Regions from separate parts of the Sus scrofa genome. Here region 1 is linked to region 2. Evidence: chromatin contacts called from public Hi-C data. All regions are on one chromosome and are shown on one strand. The core of a region is the stretch at or near the end of the contact, and the rest is flanking DNA. Distances in the headings are between cores, read along the strand shown. Region 1 holds the start of GTF3C6 (general transcription factor 3C polypeptide 6). Region 2 overlaps LOC110260565 (a long non-coding RNA gene).

The links. Hi-C and Micro-C count contacts between places; a contact is called where the count stands out from the background.
Region 1: a contact with region 2 is called in a Hi-C map of heart right ventricle, with 4 times the contacts expected there. The contact joins two enhancer-like sites. A contact is called at or near these places in 4 of 47 Hi-C or Micro-C datasets (heart right ventricle, liver, retroperitoneal adipose tissue and 1 more) and 1 of 2 datasets of contacts at active chromatin or transcription factors (skeletal muscle).

The regions. Positions count from the first base shown.
Region 1 is chr1:76,890,717-76,898,247 of Sscrofa11.1, forward strand. It overlaps GTF3C6 (general transcription factor 3C polypeptide 6), which reads left to right and starts at 6,045. Exons shown (of 6, transcript XM_003121346.4): 1 at 6,045-6,211; 2 at 6,504-6,584. The coding sequence starts at 6,098. Within about 2 kb of position 1,370, at least 3 of the 83 cell types and tissues checked have an H3K27ac peak or open chromatin away from gene starts, as enhancers often do. A contact at or near this core is called in skeletal muscle, where this site is marked.
Region 2 is chr1:76,553,355-76,560,479 of Sscrofa11.1, forward strand. All of the region lies in intron 1 of LOC110260565 (a long non-coding RNA gene), which reads left to right. Among named protein-coding and RNA genes, the nearest start is that of SLC22A16, 89 kb to the left of the region's middle. Within about 2 kb of position 5,632, at least 15 of the 83 cell types and tissues checked have an H3K27ac peak or open chromatin away from gene starts, as enhancers often do. A contact at or near this core is called in skeletal muscle, where this site is marked.

The DNA.
Region 1 (7,531 bases), core at 120-2,619, 330 kb after region 2:
TTTTTTTTTTTTGCTGTTTAGGGCTGCACTTGCAGCATATGGAGGTTCCCAGGCCAGGGGTCGAATCGGAGCTGTAGCCGCCAGCCTACACCACAGCCACAGCAACGTGGGATCCGAGCTGCGTCTGCGACCTACACCACAACTCATGGCAACACCGGATCTTTAACCCACTGAGCAAGGGCAGGGATCGAACCTGTGTCCTCATGGGTAACAGTCAGATTTGTTTCCGATGTGCCACGACGGGGGAACTCCAGGAACTCCAGAGAGTGGGAAGTTTAGACTCAGATTAGGGCAATAGCTGAAAGAAATGAGAGGATGCGAGAAGAGGTCAAGGCACATTCCAGCTGAAAAAGTAATGGTATTTTTTCTCTTATTTTGTTCACGCCCACGACATGTGAAAGTTCCTGGGCCAGGGATGGAACCTGAGCCCCAGCATTGAGTCAAGCCACAGCACTGACAACACTGGATCCTTAACCCACTGCACCACCAGGGAATTCCCAATAGTACCTTTTCTTTCTTTCTTTATTTTGTCTTTTGTCCTTTTAGGGCCGCACCAGCGGCATATGGAGGTTCCCAGGCTAGGGGTCTAATCCAAGTTGTAGCTGCCGGCCTATACCACAGCCACAACAATGTCAGATCCCAGCCACATCTGTGACCTACACCACAGCTCACGGAAGTGCCAGATCCTTAACCCACTGATCAAGGCCAGGGATCGAACCTGCAACCTCACGGTTCCTAGTCGGATTTGTTTCCACTGCGCCACGGCAGGAACTCCCGACAGTACCTTTTCTAAGTATTGCCTGAATAAGGAGGCCAATAAGAGAAGCACAAACAAACAAAAACCTCCAAATATGAACCTGAGCATCAGACCTGATGGTTAACTTTGGCAGTTGCTCAGTTGTTCAAGTGGAAAGGTTATAGCATTAAAATAGATTTCATCAAGAATTCATTCTTTAAAAGGCAATTCCTTGCAAGAAGAAAAAAGTTCTGGAGAATGATTGTACAACAACGTGAATATACTTAACTACTGAACTGTACACCTAAAAATAGGATGGTAAAATTTATTTTTAAAAAGGAAAAACACGAGTGTATTTTTTTTTAAAGAATTCTTTTTATGAAACTTTTGCTCCATCTACCTTAGAGGTCCATCCGCTTTTTGTTTTAGGAACATAGACTCACTCAGTAATGGGAAGCCTATCTATTTTAAGGTTTCATGTGACAATAAAGGAGATAAGAATATCATAGGTATCTAAGAATAGCAATGTGCTTGGGCTTCAATTGGGAACCAAAATGGACATGGACCTGGAGAGATTCCATGCTCACCTAGAGACTGGGTGAACTTGTCACTCTCGTTTGCCTCAGGAACGCAGTATTCCCCAACCATGGGGTGTCACCCTTCCTCTCGGTCCTATGACTACCAGCCAACCACCTCATTTAGTTATAGCTCTGCTTACTCATAATTCCAGCTTACTCGTCTCTCTCTGACCGGCTGTCAGCTTCTACTGCCACGATCAACAGACTGATCCTCATGGTATCTTCCATTTCAAATTCTTAAAAGAAAAAAAAAAAAAAATCTGGCTGCACTCAATTTTCACCTGCGTCAGAATCACCGGGAGAGCCTGTTCAATGACAGATTGTCAGGCCTCATTTCCAGCGTGTGTGACTTCGTAGTCTGGGGTAGGGTCTGAGAATTTGCCTTTTGTTTGGGGTGAGGGGCGGGTTCTGTCTTTTTAGGGCCACACCCACAGCCTGTGGAGATTCCCAGGCTAGGGGTCCAATCGGAGCTGTAGCCACCAACCTACACCACTGCTCACAGCCATGCCAGATCCTTAACCCACTGAACGGGGCCAGGGTTCGAACCCGAGTCCTCATGGATGCTAGTCCGGTTTGCTAACCACTGAGCCACAAACGGAAAGCCTGAGAATTCGCGTTTGTAACAGAATCCCAGGTAATGCTGACCGCAAGGGTCTAGGGACTACGCATAAGAACCACTAGCCTGGTTGGTCACCCTCGAATCTGTTTGGACAGGGCAGTTGGGGCTGTCCTGCATGTTGCAGATACAACACTTCTGAACTGACTCTCAGGCTCATAAATTGGATAAGGAGTTCCCGTCGTGGCGCAGTGGTTAACGAATCTGACTAGGAACCATGAGGTTGCGGGTTCGGTCCCTGCCCTTGCTCAGTGGGTTTAGGATCCGGCGTTGCCATGAGCTGTGCTGTAGGTTGCAGACGTGGCTCGGATCCCGAGTTGCTGTGGCTCTGGCGTAGGCCGGAGGCTACAGCTCCGATTCGACCCCTAGCCTGGGAACCTCCATATGCCGCGGGAGCAGCCCAAGAAATAGCAAAAAAAGACAAATAAATAAATAAATAAATAAATTGGATAAATTCCTTAACGGCCTCTTCATCTAGACAGTCGCCCAAGTCCTGTGGCCTTTTTTTTTTTTTTTTTTTTTTTTTTTTTTTTCCTCTTTAGGGCTGCACCTGCGGCATATGGAAGTTCCCAGGCAAGGGGTCAAATTGGAGCTGCAGTTCAATCTGGTTAACAAACCCACGTCCTACTGGATACTATTCAGGTTTGTTACCACTGAGCCACGATGGGAACTCCAAAACTTTTCCCTTTTAAGTCAGTAATATTTAAATGCTTGTTTTTCAACACTCATGCTTCCTTTCTATGATGATCTCTTACCCCTTCCCTTGAGAAGTCCCCCCATCTGAAAGCCCTTAGGACCAGAAATTTTTTTTTTAAAGCCTCACTCAGCCAGTTAAGACTCCGACATAATGTCAGTGAGAATGTGGGTTCAATTCCTGGCCTCGTTCAGTGGGTTAAGGATCTGGCGTTGCTGTGGCTGTGGTGCAGGCTGGCAGCTACAGCTCCAATTCGACCCCTACCCTGGGAGCTTCCATACGCCACAGATGTGGCCCTAAAAACAAAAACAAACAAAAAGGCAGATTTTGCATCTTCCTCCACCTATTTTTGCTTTAACATCATAGGAAACTTCTAGTTAGTTGTCTGTGAACCAAAGAGCTGCTTTGGGAACATTTTCTACATTTATCAAGAGCTTCATATGGGGTGCCTGTGTCGTGGTTTGAGAAGAATCCCCAGAGATCCCACCTGGTCTCACTCCCTCAGTCTTTCCATATGGAGGTGCCATTTTACTTCACTGCCTGAAACACACTCCAGTAGCTTCCAATAGTGCCACGCTGCTACTAAATTAAGTGTAAACTGGTTTATTTTGAAATCAAAGTTCTCCAAAAATGAACATTCCAGTTTTATTTCTGATACTAAGTTACTTGTGTGCAAACTGAAAATGCTTTGGTTAGTATGTTCCCTCTCTCTCTCTCTATATATATATATATATAGATATATGTATTTTTTGCTTTTTAGGGCAGCACCTACAGCATATGGAAGTTCCCAGGCTAGGGGCAGCAACAAAGCTACAGCTGCTGGCCAACACCACAGGCACAATGACGCAGGATCCTTAACCCACTGAGCGAGGCTGGGGATCGAACCCATATCCTCGTGGATTTTAGTCAGGTTTGTTAACCACTGAGCCAAGAAAGGAACTCCCAATATTTAACTAGCAAGAGGCTTCTTCCATAGCCATCTAGCTAGCATAGTGGTTCTCAAATGTGTTCCCCGGAACAAAAGCATCAATATCACCTGGGAATTTGTTAGAAATGCCTATTTTACATCCGGTCCTATACCAGACCTGCTGAATCAGAATCTCTGGCTGAGCAATCTAGGCTTTTGTTTGTTTGTTTTTTGTTTTGGCTGTGCCTACGACACGAAGAAGTTCCAGGCCAGGGATCGAACTCTTACCGCAGCAGTGACAATGCTAGATCCTTAACCTGCTGAGCCACCAGGGAACTCCCAATCGGGGCTTTAACAAGCTGTCCATTGTGAATCTCATGCAGTTGAAGTTTGAGGGTCGCTGGTCTAGCATTTAGTTTTTTGGGTTTTGTTTGTTTGTTTTTGTCTTTTTGCCTTTTCCAGGGCCGCTTCCTTCGGCTTATGGAGGTTCCCAGGCTAGGGGTCTAATTGGAGCTGTAGCCGCGGCCTGCCAGAGCCATAGCAACACGGGATCTGAGCCAAGTCTGCGACCTACACCACAGCTCACAGTAACACTGGGTCCTTAACCCACTCAGCAAGGCCAGGAATCCAACCCGCAACCTCATGGTTCCTAGATGGATTCGTTAACCACTGTGCCACGATGGGAACTCCGCATTTAGTTTAAAGCAGAGTAAGAGATGGATTTTAAAAAACAGAATTCAATGGACTATAAACAATTATTTAAGTGTAAAATGTTTTTAAGACAAAACGTTAATACTAAAGGTTCTTTTGCTAGACTTCTGCTACTAAGTGTATGTTTCATATAGGCACTTAATTTATAAAATGTGTTCTAAAGGAAAAAAAAGAGCAGAATAAACAATTTTTAATTCATTTGTCTCCTCCTTGTGGCGAGCTTTTGAATACTGAGCATGACACCCTATTTATGTTTCTCAGACACTGTATTTCTGATTTTTTAAAATAAGATTCCTCTTATTAACTACAATTAAAAATCAATTGGTCCTCCCACCAAATTGTATAGATTTTTCTCTATTAGCTCTAACAGTGGCTGTAGAAAACCATGTAATTTGTCTCTCCCATGGCTCTTTCTAATCTGACTTGGAAATCTTCCCCTATTTTGTTACTTATAATTTAGCAGCAGATCTTCATTACTTGGAACATTTTTCTGGAGTTCCCATCGTGGCTCAGTGATTAACGAATCTGACTAGGAAGCATGAGGTTGTGGGTTTGATCCCTGGCCTTGTTGCTGTGACCTGTGGTATAAGTCGAAGACCTTGCTGTGGCTCTGGCATAGGCCGGCAGCTACAACCCTGATTTGACCCCTAGCCTGGGAACCTCCACATGCCACAGGTGTGCCCTAGAAAAGACCAAAAAAAAAAAAAAAAAAAAAAAAAAAAGAACTCTTTTCTTTTTTTGGGCTGCCCAGCAGCATGTGGAAGTTCCTGGACCCGGGACTGAACTGCGCCTCAGCAGGAACCCCAGCTGCTGCAGAGACAAGAACCTTAACCCAATGTACCACAACAAGAATTCTTGGAAAATGTTTTTTAAAAGTCCTAATACCCTAAATTTTTGTATACTACCCCAATAATAGATTAAATGCACATTAAGTGTCTAATACTGGGCTAAATCTATTTTATTTGAATAATCTCATTTAATTCTCACAATAACCAAGTTGCTGCATGCCTTGCTGGTCATAATGCAGTAGAAATGGACAAACATCAGACCCTCAAAGCTCATGCTCTTTGGACAGACACCATCCTGTCTTAGATAAAGATTATTTGTTTATTTTTTATTTTTAGGGCCGCAACTATGGCATGTGGCATATGGGAAGTTCCGAGGCTAAGAAGTAAAGGGAAGCCCAGGTCGCCCAGGAGATACTGAGAACTACTGGCTCCAGGCACGACCAGTTCCTGACGGCGACCGACACACATTCCCGAGTCAACGACCACACTTGCTAAACTGTAACTGATAAAAATAACCTTGACAAAAAACAGGGCTTCTAAGCTCCCCTATATATTCTGAAAGCCCCAAGACCCTGGCGCAACAGTCTGGCCTCCAACCCGACTGCTGCCCCTCCTTGCTGATTAAAGGCAATCTGGTTCTGTTGAGACCGTCTCATTTTTTTTCTGTAACCACCTCTCTTTTCCTTACAGGAATTATCCTGAATTAGCTCACACGATATTTAGAATATTAATTAGCCTGAGTTAGCTCTCAGGATATTAAGAATTTCTTAGAAAACAGAAATAAATTTTAAAAAAAAAGAATTTCTTTCCAAGCACTGGAGGCTGCACCTGGTCCACGGTGCACCATGCCAGCATCTCCTTTATCCCCTGTGCCTCTCTACTGCTCTCATTCCATCTGGGCCAGGAGCCCGAGAGTTTCCAAGGACACGGGATCGGGACCGGCTCCTGCTCTTAGGAGAGAAAGAAGGGGCTCCACGTGGGCCTGGGAGCCGCCATCTCGCGTCCTGGCAGGGGCGGTGGGCGCGGCTGGAGCCGCAGCGGGGCGGGAGCTGCTGCCCGTACTCAAGATGGAGGCCCAGGCGGGCGGGGCCGGCGGCTGGGAGGCGGTGCAGAGGAGCGGCGGTATGGCGGCGGCCAAGGAACCGCGGAGAGGCGATGGGGACGAGGACGAAGAGGAGGCCGTGAGTGCAGCGGCAGCGGCCGCGTGGCTGAGAGTCCGGGCGCGGCCGGCGAAGGGGGGAGGGTCCCCGGGCGGGATCGTGACCCTGGGCTCGCGGCGCCCTGCGAGCGGCACGGCGGTTGGAAGGGAAAGAGGGAAGTTATCCTAGGTACCGTCGCCGGTTTCCTCTGGTTGAAAGCAGGACCTCGATTTCACAAAGGGGTGGTGGCGCTGGGGTCGTTTGGCTTCTCTTGTTAACCGCCTCTTCCTGCACCCTCGCGAGCTAGAGAGTTAACCTCTCTTTTTTCCACCAGGAGCAGTTGGTTCTGGTGGAATTATCAGGAATTATTGATTCAGACTTTCTCTCGAAAGTTGAACATAAATGCAAGATTTTGGTGAGTCTTGTAGAATTGGGGGGGGGGTGTAGATTTCCTTAAATTTAAAAGAATGAATGGTGAAGTATAACCACCCCTTAAGATTGATAGAATTCATTCCCCGAACAAAGGCAGTGAACAGTGAAGACAATCACAGAAGTACGGGCTTAGGGGTTACGGGGAGCAGATGGGAGAAGATAGACGCTGATTGCCTGGGTGTCTACATATGTGGCTGGAGAGAGTGAAAAATTTAGATGGGGGGGGCTTTTTTTTTTTTTTTTTTTTTTTTTTTTTTTTAACAGCAGCACCTGTGACATATGGACGTTCCTGGACTTGGGGATGAATTGGAGCTGCAGCTGCCGGCCTACATCACAGCCACATCAAATCCTTAACCCACTGAGTGGGGCCAGGGATCAAACCCACATCCTCATGGATGCTAGTCGGATTTGTTTCTGCTCTGCCACAATGGGAACTCCCTTCTTTTTATTTTTAGAAGAATTTATTGCAGTGTAGTTGATTTACAATGTTGTGTTAATTTCAGATATACAGCATCTTTTATCTTAAACTGAGAAATAACCAACATTTAACATTATACTAGTTTCAGCTGTACACTTTTTCAATATTTGTACATATTGTGAAATGATGACCACTATGTCTAGCTAACAGCCATTACAACACATAGTTACAATTTTTTTTTTTTTTCTTTTTTTCTTTTTCGGCCCTCACCTGAGGCATATGGAAGTTCCCAAGCTAGGAGCGGGAATTGGAGCTACAACTGCCAGCCTAAGCCACAGCCACAGCCACAGCAGTGTCAGATCCGGGCTGTATCTGTGACATATACACCACAGCTTATGGCAACACCAGAACCTTAACCTATTGAACAAGACCAGGGATGGAACCCACAGCCTCACAGATACTAGTTGTGTTTATTACTGCTGAGCCACAGCGCGAACTCCCCAAATTTTTTC
Region 2 (7,125 bases), core at 4,382-6,881:
ACCACCAAATCATAACCTCTTATACACGCTGCATGCATGATCACCAGCCCAGCTTTCCAAATAACAAACCCTATTGGTTCAAATACTTAGTCATGTTTTTCACTTGATTCAAAACCCTGGTTTTAGTATGCAATTCCTGGGATTCTTGGAATCATGGATGTTAGCTCTTAGTTGGGCTTTTAAAGAAATCATCTAAGCCCATACCTCCCACTGGCCAGGGAAGAAACTGAGGTGGGAAAGGGAGCAGCCTGAGTTTTTGGCAGAGCCTGAACTGGTCCAGGTCCCCTGACTTCAGGTGGAAGTTGTTTTGGAAGAAATAAGCATCTAGGAGAAAAGAAGGAACTTGGGAAACTTCAAATCAAGACTCCTTATGTCAAAGAGAGAGTAGAGTCAGTCGTTCTTAGTGTCTCACTGTCCTCCTCCTTTCAACATTTGGCAAACATTGTACCTTCAGTAATGGCACCTTATCTCAATATCTACATTGACAATGTAGAGGCTTACTTTCCCTCCAAATGTTCTCTATCAAGTCATTGTCCTTAGTCTCCTAGAATAATTGAAGGATATTATGGAATTGTAGAACCAGGGAGGGGCAAATAGCAATGTTAGGATTTAAGCTCATACCCAGAGGAACTTCCCAAGGGAGCCTGAAGTTCATCTGAGCCAACATATCATCTTATAAATGAGGAAACTGAGACCAGACAGGTTCACTGGTGCACCCAGACAGGGCTAAGATCTTGGTCTTGCACTCAGATGCCCACCTCTGAAAGATGATGTGCTTAAGTGTTAAGTAGTCATCCCTTAATTATGTGGAATTTTTAATATACATTCAACTCGCTGCATCATTTACTCACAAAAACTACTCTACACCCAGCTGGAATTTTGTATCAGAAACTTTTCCAAGTCTTTTTGTCCATGTTTTCAGAGCACTTATAATAGTCTATTTTTCTTGTTTATCCATGCAGCAGGGTGAGAAATTCCAACAGGAACCTGGGGTCACTATGAGAGGAAGTTTTTGGAAAGGCAGACAAAATGTCAGAGAGGAGGAGGAAGAAGAAGGAAGGAAACAATGAAAGCAATAGCCCATTTTTCAGGTCATTTAAAAGGCCCCCCAATTTGGACACTGAGCAGATAAGTATCTACTTTGCTTTAAGTATTTTTAAAGGAAATGCCCCCTCCCCATTTACTTGAACACAATACTAAGCGCACACTTCTCAGCACGTAAAAAGTCAGGATGTTCCAGGTTTTGATGCATGAGGCAACTTTGGCTTTGCATTGTTGATTAGTCATCACAATGGGGCCTTTCACTGCAGGACCACACGGTTCCGGGCAACGTGACCTAAGATCTGGCAAAGGCTCCAGGCAGCACAAAGGAACGGAACTTGTCTTTGTACTGTGAGTGTAGTGTTGGTGCTTGGAGTTACTTGCGACTGCTCTTTGGTTCGGAGCTGGGCAATGATCCGAGCCACTCAGTTGCACCTTTTAACCTCTCACCTACACCTGCATTTCCTCTGGGCTAAGCTGGGCTCCCAGGGCAGAGGAGAAGGTGGGGCCAGGACAAGATCCTCCTGGGGAAATACACAATATGTGCATGTACAGACATCTGTACATACCTTGGTAATTATTTTAACTTCTTTTATGAACTTGTAAATTTTCAGGGATTGTTGAGTTAAGCAGAGTCTAAAAGTGAAGCGTTTTCACATAGATAATAGCATGGAAGGGCCTCTGGCAAAATATATCTGGTATCCAACTGAAAGAACAATTTCAACCATTGTCTTCAAGGCAGATTTACTGGGTGTTACTTAATACGTCCCACACAGCACCCACACCCTGAGGTGATGCCTCCAGAGACTTTTTATCTCAATCCACAGGAAAAGGCTCCAATTTGGGCAGGAAGAAGGGAGCAGGGTTCAGCTGGGCTGGAGTGACATTCTGTCCATTGATTAGTCTTCACCTCTTCAGAGGGCCGTAGAATGCCTACCAGGCCTTCTGAAAACAGCAGCCCCAGGCAGTTCCTGTTGTGGCTCAGTGAGTTAAGAATCTGACTAATATCCATGAGGATACAGGTTCAATCCCTGGCCTTGCTCAGTGGGTCAAGGATCCGGCATTGGCGTGAGCTGTGGTGTAGGTCACAGACTAGGCTTGGATATGGCATTGCTGTGGCTATGGCATGGGCTGGCAGCTGCAGCTCTAATTCGACCCCTAGCCTGGGAATTTCCATATGCGGTGAGTTGGCCCTAAAAAGACCAAAAAGAAAAAAAAAAAAAAAAGGAGAAACCCAGAACATGGGATGGTCCTGATGTGCTTTCCAAACCATGAACAATTCATTATATTCAGCACAGTTTTGGGCGCTAATTACAAATGGACTCATCACATGGAGTTTATTGAACTGTTTGTGCTCAGGGCACACTGCTAACCTCCATTATCACAGTTTCACCGAGGACCAGCCACCAAGAAAATCTGGAAAACCATGAGAATATTGACGACGAGATAAACAGGGTTTATCCCATTCTTACTCTATTCTCAGCTTTTAACAAGCCATTTAATGCTGGAATTATTTAATGTTGAAAACAATACTGTGAGGAGGGAACCAGCATATCCCCCATCTTACTGAGGAGGAAACATGCTCAGAGAGGGTGAGCAAGTGGCCCAAGATCACAGGACCAAGAGCCAGGATTCAAACTCAGGCAATGTGGACCCACAGACTATGTACATATCCACCAGCTTTTTTGTGGGTCAGTCAGGGAAAGGGAGCAGAAGGCAGAAAAAAGGAGAGGCGTAGGGGGTGGGATTGAACTGAGAGTGAGGTTTTGATAAGGTTCCCTGTGACTCTTCCCAAAGCCAGGATGGAGAATTCCCCTCCACTTCTAGATGGAGAAAATGCAGAGAAAATTTAAAAACAAAAACAAAAACCTGCTCAAAGGGAAGAGAGAAGAGCAACGATGGCAAAATGTCAGTAAGATGCTGTAGTTTATGCTCTTTGTCTTTTCTCTCTGGCTCCCCTAGCAACGGTTAAGTAACATCACTGTTAACACAAGTAACGTGCTGACTTAACTGTTCCTCCGGGCAGCATCATTGCTAAACAGAAACGCATGCTGATTTCTGCTCCGTAAGCAAGGGAAACATCATCAGGGTCTGCCTGGTGGAAAAAGACAAAGAGCAGACAGAAGATGTTTAAATTTCAAGGTTATGCAAGAACAGAGCAGAAAGAACAGGTTGTAAATTATTTTTTTGAAATAGTAAGCTACTAACAAAATTCTAACACTCACCAGTACAGACAGCGAAGGAAGGAAGGGGGAGGAAAGTCATGATTGAGGTCATTTTTGCCACAACATATTGCTGCTGCCGTATTTTTCTGGAGTGTCTGAAAATATCAGGCTTTAAAATACATATGCATTATTTTTTTGAAACTGTGTGCGTCTAGAGCCTCAGGGTTGAAAAACAAACAACTCTATTGACATGAGCTCATGCTGGAGTCCATGTAAATTGTTTCCCCTCCTTATGTATAATGTTTCTAATTAGGACTATTATGGAGGATGAGCTTTGCGGACTGTTGAATTGGCTCTTTGTGCTAATTGCAAACAGAGGGCTCTGTACCCGCCTGTGCTCAGCTGACCTGCTTCTTAAAGGCATCACTAGATGTGGAGGTTGACCCTTAATCCCACTCCCTGATGTCCCAAGCTGGGGACACCCAAGGGGGTGTGCTCTCACTCCCTCACCACACCTGTCATTAAAAATGAGACATCTTTCCCAGACACGTGAATAGACAATGACTGGTTTCTAGTTTGCCCTTTTATTCCAAGAAGACCTTTGTGTTACAATGAGATTACTTTTATGATTCCTCCTCATCTTGTGTGAAACATAGGATTTAAGCTGCTGTTCCATAGTTCAAAATGGACTCACAGTAGCCAACGTGAACTTGCACGTTAGTCATTTTAAAATTCCTGCTGTAGGACTGCAAGCGTCTTAGAGTGACACTCTTAGAATAAACTAAGGGTGACTTGGTAACTAAGGAATGTATTTGGTAACATTTGCAGAAAGATTTCCCTGGAACAGAAGGAGCAACTGATAGAGATAAGAGCCCCCCCCCCCCGCCCCCGCCCCAGGGCATAACCTTTACACCCTACTGGCGGATTCCTTAAAAAGAGACCAATAAACCCAGAGTCTAAAGCCTCTTCATTGGAGGACCTGACTCTGATGCTGAGAGCCCCAGCGGGTGGGGGGCAGGGGGAGCACTGCCCGAGGCTCTGTGGGGTAGAGGGTGACTTCTTCCCACTCACGATTATCCTGGACCCGCTGCTGGACTGGAAACTGCTGCCTCTGCTGAGATCCCTCCTTCTTGGGCTTCTTGGAGTGGTTGTTACCCCATTTCTATTTCCCCTACTTTGACAAACCTGTGTTGTGGGCTAATTGTGTACCAGAAACCTAGTGACTTGTGAATTGAATATTGGTTACGTTTCTTACATCTCCAGTCCCAGGATTCTCACCTGGCCTTGCTGCTGGGCCCTGCAACAATCACAAGTCCAATCTGAGGTCATTTCTCTATTTACCTAAAAGGAGAAGGTGAACATAAACACTGGCTCCTCCTTCCGTGTGGAGAACTTTGGAAATGTCCCCACTCTGCCGAGTGTGAAGTAAAGGGGGCCAGGCTTCCTCTCCCTGACCTGCTGAGGCCTTGGAGAGAGGCCGAGACCCAGAAGGTATGGGTCTCCCTGGCTTGCAGTCTCCTGCCTCCTCTGACACACTTCTCTGGGCAGGCCAGAGATGCTACAGAAATCAGCCATCTGGAGTTCCTGTCATGGTGCAGTGAAAACAAATCTCACTAGGAACCATGAGGTTGCAGGTTCGATCCATGGCCTTGCTCAGTGGGTTAAGGATCCAGTGTTGCTGTGAGCTGTGGTGTAGGCCAGCAGCTGCATCTCCAATTGGACCCCTAGCCTAGGAACCTCCATATGCCACAGATGTGGCCCTAAGAAGCAAAAAAAGAAAGAAAGAAAGAAAGAAAGAAATCAGCCATCTAACCACCTGAGGAGCTGGTGATAGGTGGTTAGAAGTAAATAGGTGATTTCCTTCTACAGGTCAGCCCCAGCCTTCCTTTGAAGAATTGCCTCACTGATGCCAGACCCTGTGCGCTTCCTAGGTCTGGCTGTGGTGAGTGAGGCAGAAAAACAGTCTTGGCTTGGCTCAGAGCTCTCTGCACCCTTGGTCTCAGAACATCAAGCAAAGGTCTCTGCTGATCCAGAAAAGCAGTGCCATTGTGGGACCTGTGGGCGCTACCAAGAGCTGTCAGAGTTCATAGAGGGTGGGGGCTGGTGCTCAAAATCCTCCCCCAGGGACTCTGATAAACTCAGACAGGGTGATGCCGGTGGCCTTGGGCAGGCTTCCCATGCCTCGAGCTGCTTGTATTTCTGCCTTGTCCAGGCCTGCAGAATCAGAAGAGGCCAGCCCACAGAGCAAAAGCCACATTGGAAGAAGCCCAAGCTGAGGCCTGAGAGCCTGACACTGCCAGGAAAAAAGCCCTGTTGTGGAGGCCCCCAGGCAATCCTCAGCCAACAAACAGATCCTTCTGCCCACTTGCCCATTGGCAGCTCCCTGGGGGCTGGACGGAACAGGGCAGTGAGGCCCCAGAGCCAGCAGGACATGAGGTTGTGGACAGTCTGGCTGCAAACCAGGCCGAGGAGGCGGCAGCGCACTGCTGCTCTCAACCACGGAGGCACCCATGCCGTCGGCCTGGTGGTTTCCATCTGGATACCCTACCCATGACCTAGTTTTCTACCTAAGCCAAGATGAGAAAAACAAGTACAACATAGTGAGTTTCTCACTAAGCAAAGTTGCTCAGTTTTAAAGAACTGCCATTTTTCTGGGACTATGACCTTTTTCCCTTTTTTTTTTTTTTTTCCCCCCGCTTTTTATGGAGGTTCCCAGGTGAGGGGTCGAATCGGAGCTACAGCTGCCGGCCTACACCACAGCCACAGCAATGCAGGTTCTGAGCCGCATTTGCAACCTACACCTCAGCTCACGGCAATGCCAGATCCTTAACCCACTGAGCAAGGCCAGGGATCAAACCTACATCCTCATGGATCCTAGTCAGATTCCTTAACTGCTGAGCCACGACGGGAACGCCTCCTTTCTACATTTTTGGTAGAAGAAAAGTACTTAATTTTAAGAAACAAATGGGATAATATAATAAATGATAGCATTTTCAGTTTTGCTTTTAAATATTCCTGTTTATCAACATAAAATATGACAGTACTCTGGTTTTCCTCTTTTTTTGTGCCTTTGTTTTTATTTGTGTGTGCCGTAAAATAAAGATGGTCCCAAATTTTTTGGCATGTCTCCCACTGAGAGGTGCCTCTAATTTGCTTCCCCTTGAATCTGAGAGGGCCTTAGTGACTCACTTGGCTAAAAATGTGAAGAAGGCAATCACTTTATTTTATTAAAAATGTGGCCTGGAGTTCCCGTCGTGGCGCAGTGGTTAACGAATCCGACTAGGAACCATGAGGTTGCGGGTTCGATCCCTGCCCTTGCTCAGTGGGTTAACGATCCAGCGTTGCCGTGAGCTGTGGTGTAGGTTGCAGACACGGCTCGGATCCCTCATTGCTGTGGCTCTGGTGTAGGCCGGTGGCTACAGCTCTGATTAGACCCCTAGCCTGGGAACCTCCATATGCCGAGGGAGCGGCCCAAGAAATAGCAACAATAACAACAACAACAACAAAAAAGACAAAAGACAAAAAAAAAAAAAAAAAAAAAAAATGTGGCCCACATGACAGTCTAGAACTTCTGAAATGAAGTCAGAGGAAGCCTGGTAGCTTCCTCTGATGCCTCTCAGGAACCCAACTGCCCTGCTGTTAGGAAGCCCCAGCAGCCATGAGAAGAGAGGCAGCAAGACTCAGGCCAAAAGCACTGGATGAGCTGCTGGCTGAGAGCCAGCTCCAGCTTGCCAATCATTGAGTGAACCCTCCGGAAGTGGATCCTACAGCACCAGCTGAGCTGCCACAGCTAACACCACATGGAACAAAGTTGAGTCCCACCAAATCCTGTCCAAATGACAGATTTGGGTGGAAAAATCAATGATTTGTGTTGTTTTAAGCCACTGGGTTTGAGGATGATTTGTTACACAGAAATAGG